4 separate regions of the Hordeum vulgare genome follow, and all the other regions are linked to region 1. The links are chromatin contacts, called in public Hi-C maps. All regions are on one chromosome and are shown on one strand. The core of a region is the stretch at or near the end of the contact, and the rest is flanking DNA. Distances in the headings are between cores, read along the strand shown.

What was found. A called contact is a pair of places that touch in the nucleus more often than the background predicts.
Region 2: a contact with region 1 is called in a Hi-C map of seedling, with 4 times the contacts expected there. The contact joins the promoter of LOC123448701 here to the promoter of LOC123446505 in region 1. A contact is called at or near these places in 1 of 6 Hi-C or Micro-C datasets (seedling) and 1 of 1 datasets of contacts at active chromatin or transcription factors (embryo).
Region 3: a contact with region 1 is called in a Hi-C map of seedling, with 4 times the contacts expected there. The contact joins the promoter of LOC123448702 here to the promoter of LOC123446505 in region 1. A contact is called at or near these places in 2 of 6 Hi-C or Micro-C datasets (leaf and seedling) and 1 of 1 datasets of contacts at active chromatin or transcription factors (embryo).
Region 4: a contact with region 1 is called in a Hi-C map of seedling, with 8 times the contacts expected there. The contact joins the promoter of LOC123446506 here to the promoter of LOC123446505 in region 1. A contact is called at or near these places in 3 of 6 Hi-C or Micro-C datasets (leaf and seedling) and 1 of 1 datasets of contacts at active chromatin or transcription factors (embryo).

Annotation. Positions count from the first base shown.
Region 1 is chr4H:392,624,142-392,626,713 of MorexV3_pseudomolecules_assembly, reverse strand. It overlaps LOC123446505 (putative pentatricopeptide repeat-containing protein At3g16710, mitochondrial), which reads left to right and starts at 1,273. Exons shown (of 1, transcript XM_045123082.1): 1 at 1,273-2,572. The coding sequence starts at 1,363.
Region 2 is chr4H:391,857,922-391,860,493 of MorexV3_pseudomolecules_assembly, reverse strand. LOC123448701 (nardilysin-like) reads left to right here and starts at 1,300. Exons shown (of 19, transcript XM_045125669.1): 1 at 1,300-1,772; 2 at 2,173-2,248; 3 at 2,430-2,476. The coding sequence starts at 1,428.
Region 3 is chr4H:392,079,987-392,082,558 of MorexV3_pseudomolecules_assembly, reverse strand. LOC123448702 (transcription factor RF2b) reads left to right here and starts at 1,298. Exons shown (of 4, transcript XM_045125670.1): 1 at 1,298-1,956. The coding sequence starts at 1,469.
Region 4 is chr4H:393,149,681-393,152,252 of MorexV3_pseudomolecules_assembly, reverse strand. LOC123446506 reads right to left here and starts at 1,300. Exons shown (of 1, transcript XM_045123084.1): 1 at 74-1,300. The coding sequence starts at 710. The coding sequence ends at 369.

The DNA.
Region 1 (2,572 bases), core at 24-2,523:
GACGGATCTCAGCCATATGCCTCCACGCGAAGGATCGGAATGCCCGAGGAGACTCGTTTGTCTCAGACAAACCAACACACTACATGTGAGGGATCACAAAGCTACAACAACGGTCAGGTATGTACGAGTATAATAAGCAATTACAGGTGTACAACATTTACATGACTTTTATTTACGTACATTTTTTCTGTGCAGGAATTCATGATGCATCATGGGAACACGAAGAAACCGAGTGTGCCGTACACAAAGAAATACTCACAGAAACGCATGATACTCAATGCGGGCTCCGAGGAATGCTAAATGAGTTTTTCGAGAAGGACGTTATTGGCCCATCTTATATCCCTTCTGAGTCACAGCCATACACCTATAATTTCGAGTCATCATCACAATATGAATTGCAGAGTCCACCACCTATGCATGAGTCGCAGACACATGAACAGTAGGGACAGTACGACCGTGGTCTACGTGAACACAGACCCCCTAATCGCTTGTCACCTTCCGGTCGTCGGGAAAGGCCAGCTGGCCATCGTCGCGTAGGGTGATTCGTCTATCTATGTGTGCGAACTATTGTATCTCTCTATGTCAGTTTCAAACTTTCAGATATAGGTACAATACATCTATGTAGTTTGATGAAATAAAAGTTCTCGATATATTTCGACGCATTTTTTCAATTGATAATTGCTTGCATAAAATAAGATATATTAAATTTTTGAAATTAAGATGCATCATCATACAAAAACTACATAAAGTCATGAAGGCGAAGAGTGTTTCAGTGCCTTCTTTTATAGTCTCAAACGGATGTGAAGGCGGGAAAATAAGGCGCGAACATGCAAAATTTAGTAGGAAAAAAGGGCGCGGATACAGATGAAAATTAGGCGAGAAAATGGAGCCGTCTAGCGCCACTTTCGATGCCTGCAAATCAGCGTGTGTCACTTTCGACGCGTGGGAATCAGTGCGGCGTAGCGTCCTGACCGGCCGCCTCGAGCGGTGGTGGCAGGTCCCACCTGCACGGCCCCGTTCCGTCGCGTGGCTGGCTGGGACAAAAACCCAGGCCGACCGCCTCACCTGGTGGCGGCAAGGCCCAACCGTCTGGTCCCGTGGCGGCAAGTGTCACGCGTGATCTGGTGCGCTTGCCGCCACGTAGAGGTGAGGTCTCTTCTTACAAAATATACAACATTTGGTCTTTTTTGACAATACCTAGTGGTCCTTTTCGAAGAAAAAAATCCCGGCCCGCACGAGTCCTTGTCTTCCGCGCGTGGACGCTACACTTGCGTTGTACGAGAGCCTCTCATCCTCTCACCTTCAAACCCCATCCATCTCCTCGATCTTACCCCCCGCGGCCACGCTCCCGCCCCCACGGCCATGGCGTCTCTCTACCACTCCTCCTTCCCGCTCTCCCCTCCGTCCTCCAGCTGCCATGGTGTCCTCTCCTTGCCCCCTCGAACCGCGGTGCCGTTCGTTTGCCTCTGTAGAGCACCACCGCAAGACGACCACGACGCGGAGCTCCTCGGCGCGCTCCAGTCCAACGGCAACGGCAGCCTCCTCAAAGAACAACATCCCGCGTCAGCCAAAGTTCTGGAGTCGGGCTCCGGGGAATTGGGTGACAGTGGCGGCGGGAGGAGGAGCTCTCAGGCTCAGCTCCGGGCGCGTGACTGCGCGAGGCGGATCATGAGCCTCCCCATGGAGGAGCGGGTGAAGGTGCTCGACCTCCTGCAGCGCGACGATGCGGCGCTCACCATCTCCGACTACAACGACATCATCTCCGCGCTCGCGAGGGGCGGGGACTACGACTCCGCTGTCGCGCTGTTCAGGGCGCTCGAGCCCAACGGCGTGGTTGCGCCAGACGCCCACTCTTTCGCCATCGCCGTGCAGTGCTTCTGCAGGAAGGGCGCGCCCGACGAGGCAAAGGAGACGCTTGACGAGATGGTAGCTCGCGGTTACCTCCCCAGCGTTTCTGCCTTCTCTGCCGTCGTGGGCTGCCTCTGCAAACGTGGACGCGTCACCAGGGCCATGGAGGTGTTCGACACCATGCGTTCCGTCGGGAGCGAGCCCACCATCCGCACGTATAACAGCCTCATCGGCGGGCTCTGCTACGTTGGCCGCCTCGAGGAGGCGCGGGTCCTCCTCAACAAGCTCAAGGACTCGCCCAAGCAGACGGCGGACATCTACACTTTCACCATTGTGCTGGACGGGTTCTGCAAGGTGGGGCGGACGGAGGACGCCATGGCCATCTTTGAAGATGCCATCCGGTTGGGCCTCTCGCCCACGATTTTCACCTACAACGCGCTGCTCAATGGCCATTGCAAGGAGGGGAACCTGCTGAAAGCGTATGACCTGCTTATGGAGATGTGCGACAACGACGATTGCCCGCCGGACAAGATCAGCTTCAGCATTGTGCTGCCGGCTCTGCTGCGAGCAGGCGAAGTCTCTGCAGCGTGGAAGACGTTCAAACGCATGGAGCACGCCGGGTTCGAGGCGGACAGCCGCGCGCTGGACACCCTGGCCCGGGGGCTATGCCGGCAGTGTGCGGCGGACATCTCGGTCCTGAGGGAAGCCAAGGAGGTGTTCGGCA
Region 2 (2,572 bases), core at 51-2,550, 770 kb after region 1:
CTGTGTGCCTTTCCCCGTTCCAGCCGCCTATCGTGCCGTCGCTCGCTCAGCTCCCGTGCTGGGGTTCCGCGTGCTTTCCGACGGGTCCCGCGCGCTCGGTGGCCGCGTGGGGTGGTTGCTGCCGCTTCCAGGTAGTAGATCGGGCGATGGTGCTCGCATCCGGCTTGATCCGGACCTGATGCCGACAGATGGGCGATTGTTTCGGCTGCCACACCGTGTCCTGCCACGACGCCTACCACATGGCGACGGTGTGCACCCGCTACGGCTCCAAGGACTACACCCGCAGCCGCGCCGTCGCGAGGATGGTCGGGTCGGTCCTCTTCGCGTGCCGCAACCGCCAGCACGGCTGCGTTGCGTCCCTGCCACGTCACGCCGTGGAGGAGCACGAGCGGAGCTGCCGGTACGAGCCCTGCTTCTTCCCGGCCTGCCAACGCCCCTTCTTCGGCTCCAAGGACTACACCCGCAGCCGCGCCGTCGCGAGGATGGTCGGGTCGGTCCTCTTCGCGTGCCGCAACCTCCAGCACGGCTACGCTGCGTCCCTGCCGCGGCATGCCGTGGAGGAGCACGAGCGGAGCTGCCGGTACGAGCCCTGATTCTTCCCGGCCTGCCAACGCCCCTTCTTCCCCGGCGTCGATGACAGCGCGCAAGAGCAGCGCCTAGCCGGTCGCCACGACTGGCTTCTCCACCGCCTCACCTACGGCAAGGACGTCTTGGTGGACGTCGACCCGGACCGCCTCGCCCTGATCCGCGCCCACGATCGCCTCCCTCGCCTTGTGCCCCTTCTCCTTCTCCTTTGGGTCCTCTCTTCCTAACGCCATGTCACTCTCTCTTTCTCTGGATAGGCAGGGTGTCGTCGCCACCGGAGCAAGACGCCGCACCCGCCGCCAGATCCATCCACACCAAGCCCGGATCGGGAGGGGAGGGGGAGCTCGAGCCGCCGCATCGCCCCAGCCGCTCGAGCCGCCGCGTTGACCCTATCCAGATTCAGGTGAAAAAGGATCGCGGGTTGAGTAGGCAAAACTACAAGGGGTTTTGTGTAAGAACGAAACGTTTTCTTAAAGTATCCACTTAAAATAGAACTACGGGTTAATTACCCGAGACGACAAGGATGTTTTCACAAAAATGCCACAACGGACGACCAGAAACTTAATTTGCTTTATTATTAGGGAGAGACGTGTAAAATAAAAATGAGGTAAGGCGGTAGGGTCGCATAAATCCCCGTTTGGAACGCACTTGCGTGTTGCGTCGGAAGCGATTCCTTGATACAAATAGTAGGCCAAAGCTTTGTAACCCTAAATAAACAAAACCAAGATATAAACCAAGGAAACAGGAGAGGAGGCCCGCGCTGCTACTGCCGCCGCATACCTATCTCCCACCACCTTCGTCCCTCCCTCCTTCGTACCCACAGGCGGCGGCGGACGGCCGAGATGGCGGCGGCTGTGTCTCGCGACGACGAGCTGGTGGTCAAGTCCCCCACCGATAACCGTTCCTACCGCCTTCTTCGCCTCGCCAATGGCCTCTGCGCCCTCCTCATCCACGACCCTGAGATCTACGCCGACGGCGGCCCTGCCCCCAAGCCCAACGAAGACTTGGACATGGACGACGGGGACGACGAAGAAGATGATGACGAGGACGACGAAGAAGATGACGAAGAGTATAGCGACGAGGACGGGGAGGACGACGATGACGAAGAAGAAGGCGAGGAGGACGAGGATGGGAGCGAGCCCAAGAGGAAGAAGGAAAAGGGCAGCTCCGAGCCGGTCATTAAGAAGGTACCGATGAGTTTTGCTCTTACATACCTCTACTTGTTCTATTCAATCTAATTTTGCTAGTACATTGGATCACTCTCCTCTGTGGTGGCCGTGATGCTGCTATTATGAACGATAGCTGGATCTAGCATAATTTAGTGGAACTGGCAACGATCAGACAGGTGGATCATAACCGATGGAATGTAAATTGAACTGTTGAGAATAATTCGTGTGTCCAAGTGGTTAGAACCAATTGCTAGCTTGACGGATTTGTTCAGGATTGTGCTGTAAGAGATATTACGCTTTCTCTTTTTGCTATATTTCTGCAATTCTGGAATAGGTGCATTTTGATAGCCGTGAGTATTGCTGCCTGCAAGTTTCATGTTTGGTTTTGCTTTTCCTTACATGATCCATCGAATTTCAGGCTGCTGCTGCAGTGTGTGTTGGAATGGGCAGTTTTGCGGACCCTCCAAAGGCACAGGGCTTGGCTCATTTTCTAGGTATGCAATCATTGTCATCTTTGTTTTACCGATCTTGTATTATGGCTGATCATATGCATCAGCTAAAAGCTTAAAACTACCAAGCCTTCTGTTCGATGCTATCCAAAAGTTGGAGGGAACTAGTCTGATGATATGTACGCTCTAGCTTATAGTAATCTCAGAGTGTTCTGAATTTCTGCAGAGCACATGCTTTTTATGGGGAGCTCTGTTTTTCCAGATGAAAACGAGGTTTGTACAATGTCTATGCTTTTACACTCCCTTCTTCTCTTCTGTGAGTCAAACCCCGAGATTAGCCGTGTCTGAGAAAGTTATGTGCGTTTTATT
Region 3 (2,572 bases), core at 49-2,548, 540 kb after region 1:
CCCTTTAGCAACACCAAGGCAAATGTGGTCGGCTATTTCCAAACTAAAATGGTTAAATTATGCGTCGGATGTGCATGCTAGGCTCCGCATGCGTTGGATGTCCATTAATTCACGTCTGAAAAAAATTCAAAAAGCTATAACTATCAAACCGCGTGTCGAAATTATGATATGTTTTCATCGTTGGGTTCCTCGTGACGAACTCTTCAAACGAGATCTCATATGAATATGTTTTGAATTTTTTTTTTAAAAGCAACTTCGATGCTAGATGAGGCAACTTTAGTGTTAAATAGAAGTACTTTGATGCTAGATGTATTGCATCGTGTGTATACACATGAGTTGTTTGTTGAATGCACTGGAGTTGCGCAAAAAACACACTAAAAGTTGCTCACTTTTTTGTGATACTCGAGTGCAATTATGGCAACTATTCACAAATAGTACAGAAATGAGCATTAATGGCACACAACTGAACATTAACCGTAGGCAATTGACCATCAGTAATAGGCAACCGAGCATCAAAATTGAGCAACTTTATAGTATTTTGTAGGCAACTGAACGTCAAAATTGAGTAATTTCACAGTATTTGTAGGCAATTGATCATCATTGTTTAATTATGTAAAGCTTTTAGATGTAAATCTAGTCAACTGTTAGTCGTGGTAACCAACTTAAAAAAATTCTTCGCTGATAGATAGATATACTAAGGGGGGAAAGGAGTTACTTGCCTATATCACTAAAGTTGCCTCATATAGCACACAAAGTTGCTTAAAAAAAAGTTCGTCGAAACCTATCCATATGGGATCTAGTTTTGAAGAGTTCGCGTAAAAAATATACCCGTAAAAACAAATTATTATTCTGACAACCGGTTCAAAAGTTATGACTTTTAAATTTTTTTAAGACGCTAACAAATATACGTTGTTCGCCGTCTTGAGATGCGCCAGCTACGGTAGCCGCGTCCAACGAAGAATTCTCTCTTAAAAGATGTGGGTGAAACCCAAACAGCTCCTTGGTTGGATGTCTCATAGCTAGACCGGCGAAGCTCGGGGTCGGGGGCAAGATCCACCGGTCGGCACTGTGTGGCTGCGCCGATAGACACGCACAAGCATGCGCACGTGCCGATAGATCCCGGCTCCATTAGCATGCAAAAAAAAAAAAAAATGGTAACCCGACCCGCCGTGCGTAGAAGAAGAGAACAAGGAGAAGAAGGCGACGCGTCCGGTCGTCCCTCCCTCCCTCCCAGTGACATGCACATGCACATGCATGCCCATCCATCCCCCTTCCCTTCCCTTCCCTTCCCAGTCTCATCTAGCTAGGCCAGGCCACAGTCCCAGATCCCACTCTAACCCCACCTCTTAAAAACCAGACCAAACCCGAAAGCTACAGGGAAAACATACAGGCGCAGCAGCAGCAGCAGCCGCCGCCTGCGCCTGCGCGCCCTATCTACACCTCCTCCAATCCCTGGCTCGACCGCCCAATGCAGCAGCCCAAACCCGCGGATCCGCCGGCCCGGCCCTTCCCGCCGCCTTCCCCGCCCATGGCGGCGGCGGCGGCCACGGCCATGCGCGGGGCTCACCACCGCCGCGCCAGATCTGAGGTCGCCTTCCGCCTCCCGGACGACCTCGACATCGCCGGCGGCGCCGACGGCGACGCCTCCGCGGGCTTCGACGAGATCGGCTCCGAGGACGACCTCTTCTCCACGTTCATGGACATCGAGAAGATCTCCTCCGGCCCCGCCGCGGGCTCAGACCGCGACCGCGCCGCCGAGACCTCCTCCCCACCGCGCCCCAAGCACCGTTACAGCAGCTCCGTCGACGGCTCCGGCCTCTTCTCCGCTGCCGGCAGCGCTGCGCGGAGGGACGCTGCTGCCGCCCAAGCGCTGGCCGACGTCCTGGAGGCCAAGAAGGCCATGTCCCCCGAGCAGCTCGCCGAGCTCGCAGCCATTGACCCCAAGCGCGCCAAAAGGTGCCCATCCCCGCCCCCACACTACGATGCTCAATGCTGCATACTTGCACTAGTGTCTGGTTCGTACGGATACTACAGATCAACTTCTTTCGTTCCTCCGAGGTGTCTGGCGATGGCGCGAGGCATTCAAGGACAATTATCATGTTTTTTAAGGGAATTTTTTTTCCTCCAGCTTAGAGAAAATATGCGCATTTGCGGCTTAATTTGTTTCTTTGCGCATTGTGTTGGATGGTTGGTTGGCAGGTGGGAAGTTAAGGTGGTGCTTCTTTAGCGTTTGGTTGGTGGGATTTTGGATAACTCATTGTTTCTGAGTGATGGCGCATGCTTTAAAACACCTTCTGCCGGGTGCTGGGTAGTTGGCGGGTTAACCAACATCTTCAGTAGTAATAAAGGGCTAGCTGTAATTCGCTTAATTCTTTACCTACAAGTCTTGCAGTGTGCTGATATGTGAATTGGTTTGGAGGATTGGATTGTCATGTGTACTTAGTTGCCATGCTTGGAAAGGTATTGGACAAATGCGAATCCTATAGTCAAAAGAATATTAGAGACTAGTGACGCATGCAAACTTATTGTAACCTATTGTATGTATTTGTATGACTTGATAGTGAAAGCAAGT
Region 4 (2,572 bases), core at 51-2,550, 530 kb before region 1:
TGTCTGTCGTCAAGTCGCTGGCTGCCTCCCAAGCATACGTCAGTTGCTGCTTGCCTCCATTTTACTCCCTCCGTACTAAAATACGTTTGAGTTATTTGGATATAAAACTTTGCCAAACGGGGCGACCCAAATGAACAACGTGTCCGCCTAATGTCCGTTTTTGACCCAAACTGAACCCAAATATGAGTCACAAGTGGGTCTGCAATGGATAAAAATGAACGCTCCCGTCGTCTCCTTCCGCTCGTGTACGCCCTGGTCTCACCCATCAGTGACTGGGCGGGGAGAAGCAGCACCCCCCCCCCCCCCGCGCCGGTCCTGCACGCGCCCTCGCCCGCTGCATGTCCCCGTCGCCTCGTCCTCGCTGCTGCTCACCGGCACATTAGCAGCCGCAACCGCCGTAGCTCCGCAAGCCGCCGGTCTTGCATGCGCCCGTGCCCACCTCCACCAGCTCCTTCCTCTGTGATGCAGGGGACGTGGAGCACCGGGCAGGGGGCGGAGCATGAACGCGGAGCAGGGGACGCGGAGCATCGGCAGGGGCGGAGCACGGGCGCGGAACAGGGGAGGCGGAGCACCGGCTGGGACGGAGCACGGGCGCGGAGCATGGAGAGGGCCGGAGCACGGGCTGGCGCAGAGCAGGGCGAGCACGCGACGCGGGCCGGACCACGGGTGGGCGCAGAGCAGGGGCGAGCGCGCGACGCGGGGCACAACATGAGCGGGCGTAGAGCAGGGGCGAGCGACGCAGGAGCTTGGGGCGGGAACGCTCTGGGAAGGAGGCGCACTAGACGACGACGACGGAGCCCGGGCAGGTGGTGGTCAGTGGTACGAGGGAGGAGGCGGCCTATCCGACGTGGATGGAGAGGACGGAGACGACGGGGCACTCGCGCCAGGCGAGGTCCTGATGTCGCGCTTCAGGGCCTCCATGGAGAGCACGCCCGCGAAGGGCCTCACGGCGCCTGGCGGGGGCGCGACAGCGTTGATGCAGACGGTGGCGCGGCGTGGGCGCAATGGCTCGAGCGAGTTGAGCGCAGGCAGCTACAGGGCGGGGCGAAGGCGAGGTTGTCGGAGCTGCGAGGTGGCGCTGCGGGAGTTCGCCCACCAGATGTTCGACTGAATGTCGGACGGACATATCAAAAAATGCATCCGTCCCTGTTGGATGTTGGATGCATCTGCATTCCTAAATGAAAAAGCAAACACGGACGTGCGGACACGCATCCCAAAACGAATAAAAAACGGATCAAATGGATTTGTGTTGAAATTGCTTTATCCTTAATATAATTTTTAGAACACAAATTAGTATAAAGTTAAAATTTTGTTTGAGGGCGTTGGCACTGTCAGTTCTCCGTTGTATTCGTTGCATCGTCTCCGGAGTCACCTGAACACGTGGGGACCAAGATGGTTATGCACATACTTATGTACGCTAATTAACGGCAGCGATGGGATGGCAACTGGTGCATAACAGCTCAACAAGAGCAGCTTTGGCACCACGCCTTTGGTCTTGGAGTGGACCTGTCCAATCAGGTCTAGCTTTCTCCCCGTTTCCTACTGCAACTTTTCAACACAAAATACCACTAGGCGGGAGAAGGGGAGAAGTATCAAAGCCACCGACTGTCCTGGATAGTCCATACGCTAGTAGGTAGGTCCAGTCCAACCAAGTGCTGAGGCGCTATATTCGTTTGGTCGCAAAATAACCGTCAATACAGGACCATAGAAATTCTCCGAACAGTTTTCGTATATGTGTTTCAGCGTGCATTTTTATGTGGTGAGCTGTAGAAATCGCCCTCCGGCTGCTAAATCTTGCGTTTTTTCCTTTTGGTTTTGCCGCCGCCCTACCATCTGAACTTTGGAAAGTGCATAACGTTTTCCAGGCGTCGTAACTTTAAAAGTGCCTTCAAGTTCCCAACCGCCCTGAGCTCTACAAGGATATCGATCGCTAAGCCATCGATCTTCAACCACACCTCACTTATCGTGAGAGATCAGTCCGCATCTTAAACGAAGTCGAACATTGCACCAGAAGACACATCATCAAGTACTTCATGGTCTAGTGGACCAACCACACTAAAACAGAAGCAACATGTGAGCGTGAAGACTACCTCAGATCCGAGTTTCCTTCTCTTTTTAACGCCTAGCCTAGGAATCTTGGGGATGAGATTCTTGTAAGGGGACAGGTCTGTCACAAACTGTGTTGTACCACTTTTGCAGCATGTTGTTTTTATAAAATTGAAACCAACTAAACTTTTTTCATGTTTGTGATGACCGATTTTTTGTTGCAACTTGCTTGTGTGACTAATTGAGTTTATGAATCAGTATAGTTGTCCTTCTCTCTAAAACATACCTCCTTGACCGCAAGTCGTTGCCCAATGTGAATGAAACCAAAAAACCATTTTTATAAATTATTATTTTGACAGAAGGCATTTAACCATTTCAAGTTCTCCAAAACCCTTGATTGGGATTTGGACTGCAAGTCCCCAATTTAGGAGGGATGTTTTACCCAAACGACTTTATTTGAATCCTATTATTCAAAAGACTTCCTAAAACCACAAAATAATTATTTTCAAAGTTATTTTCCTATTTT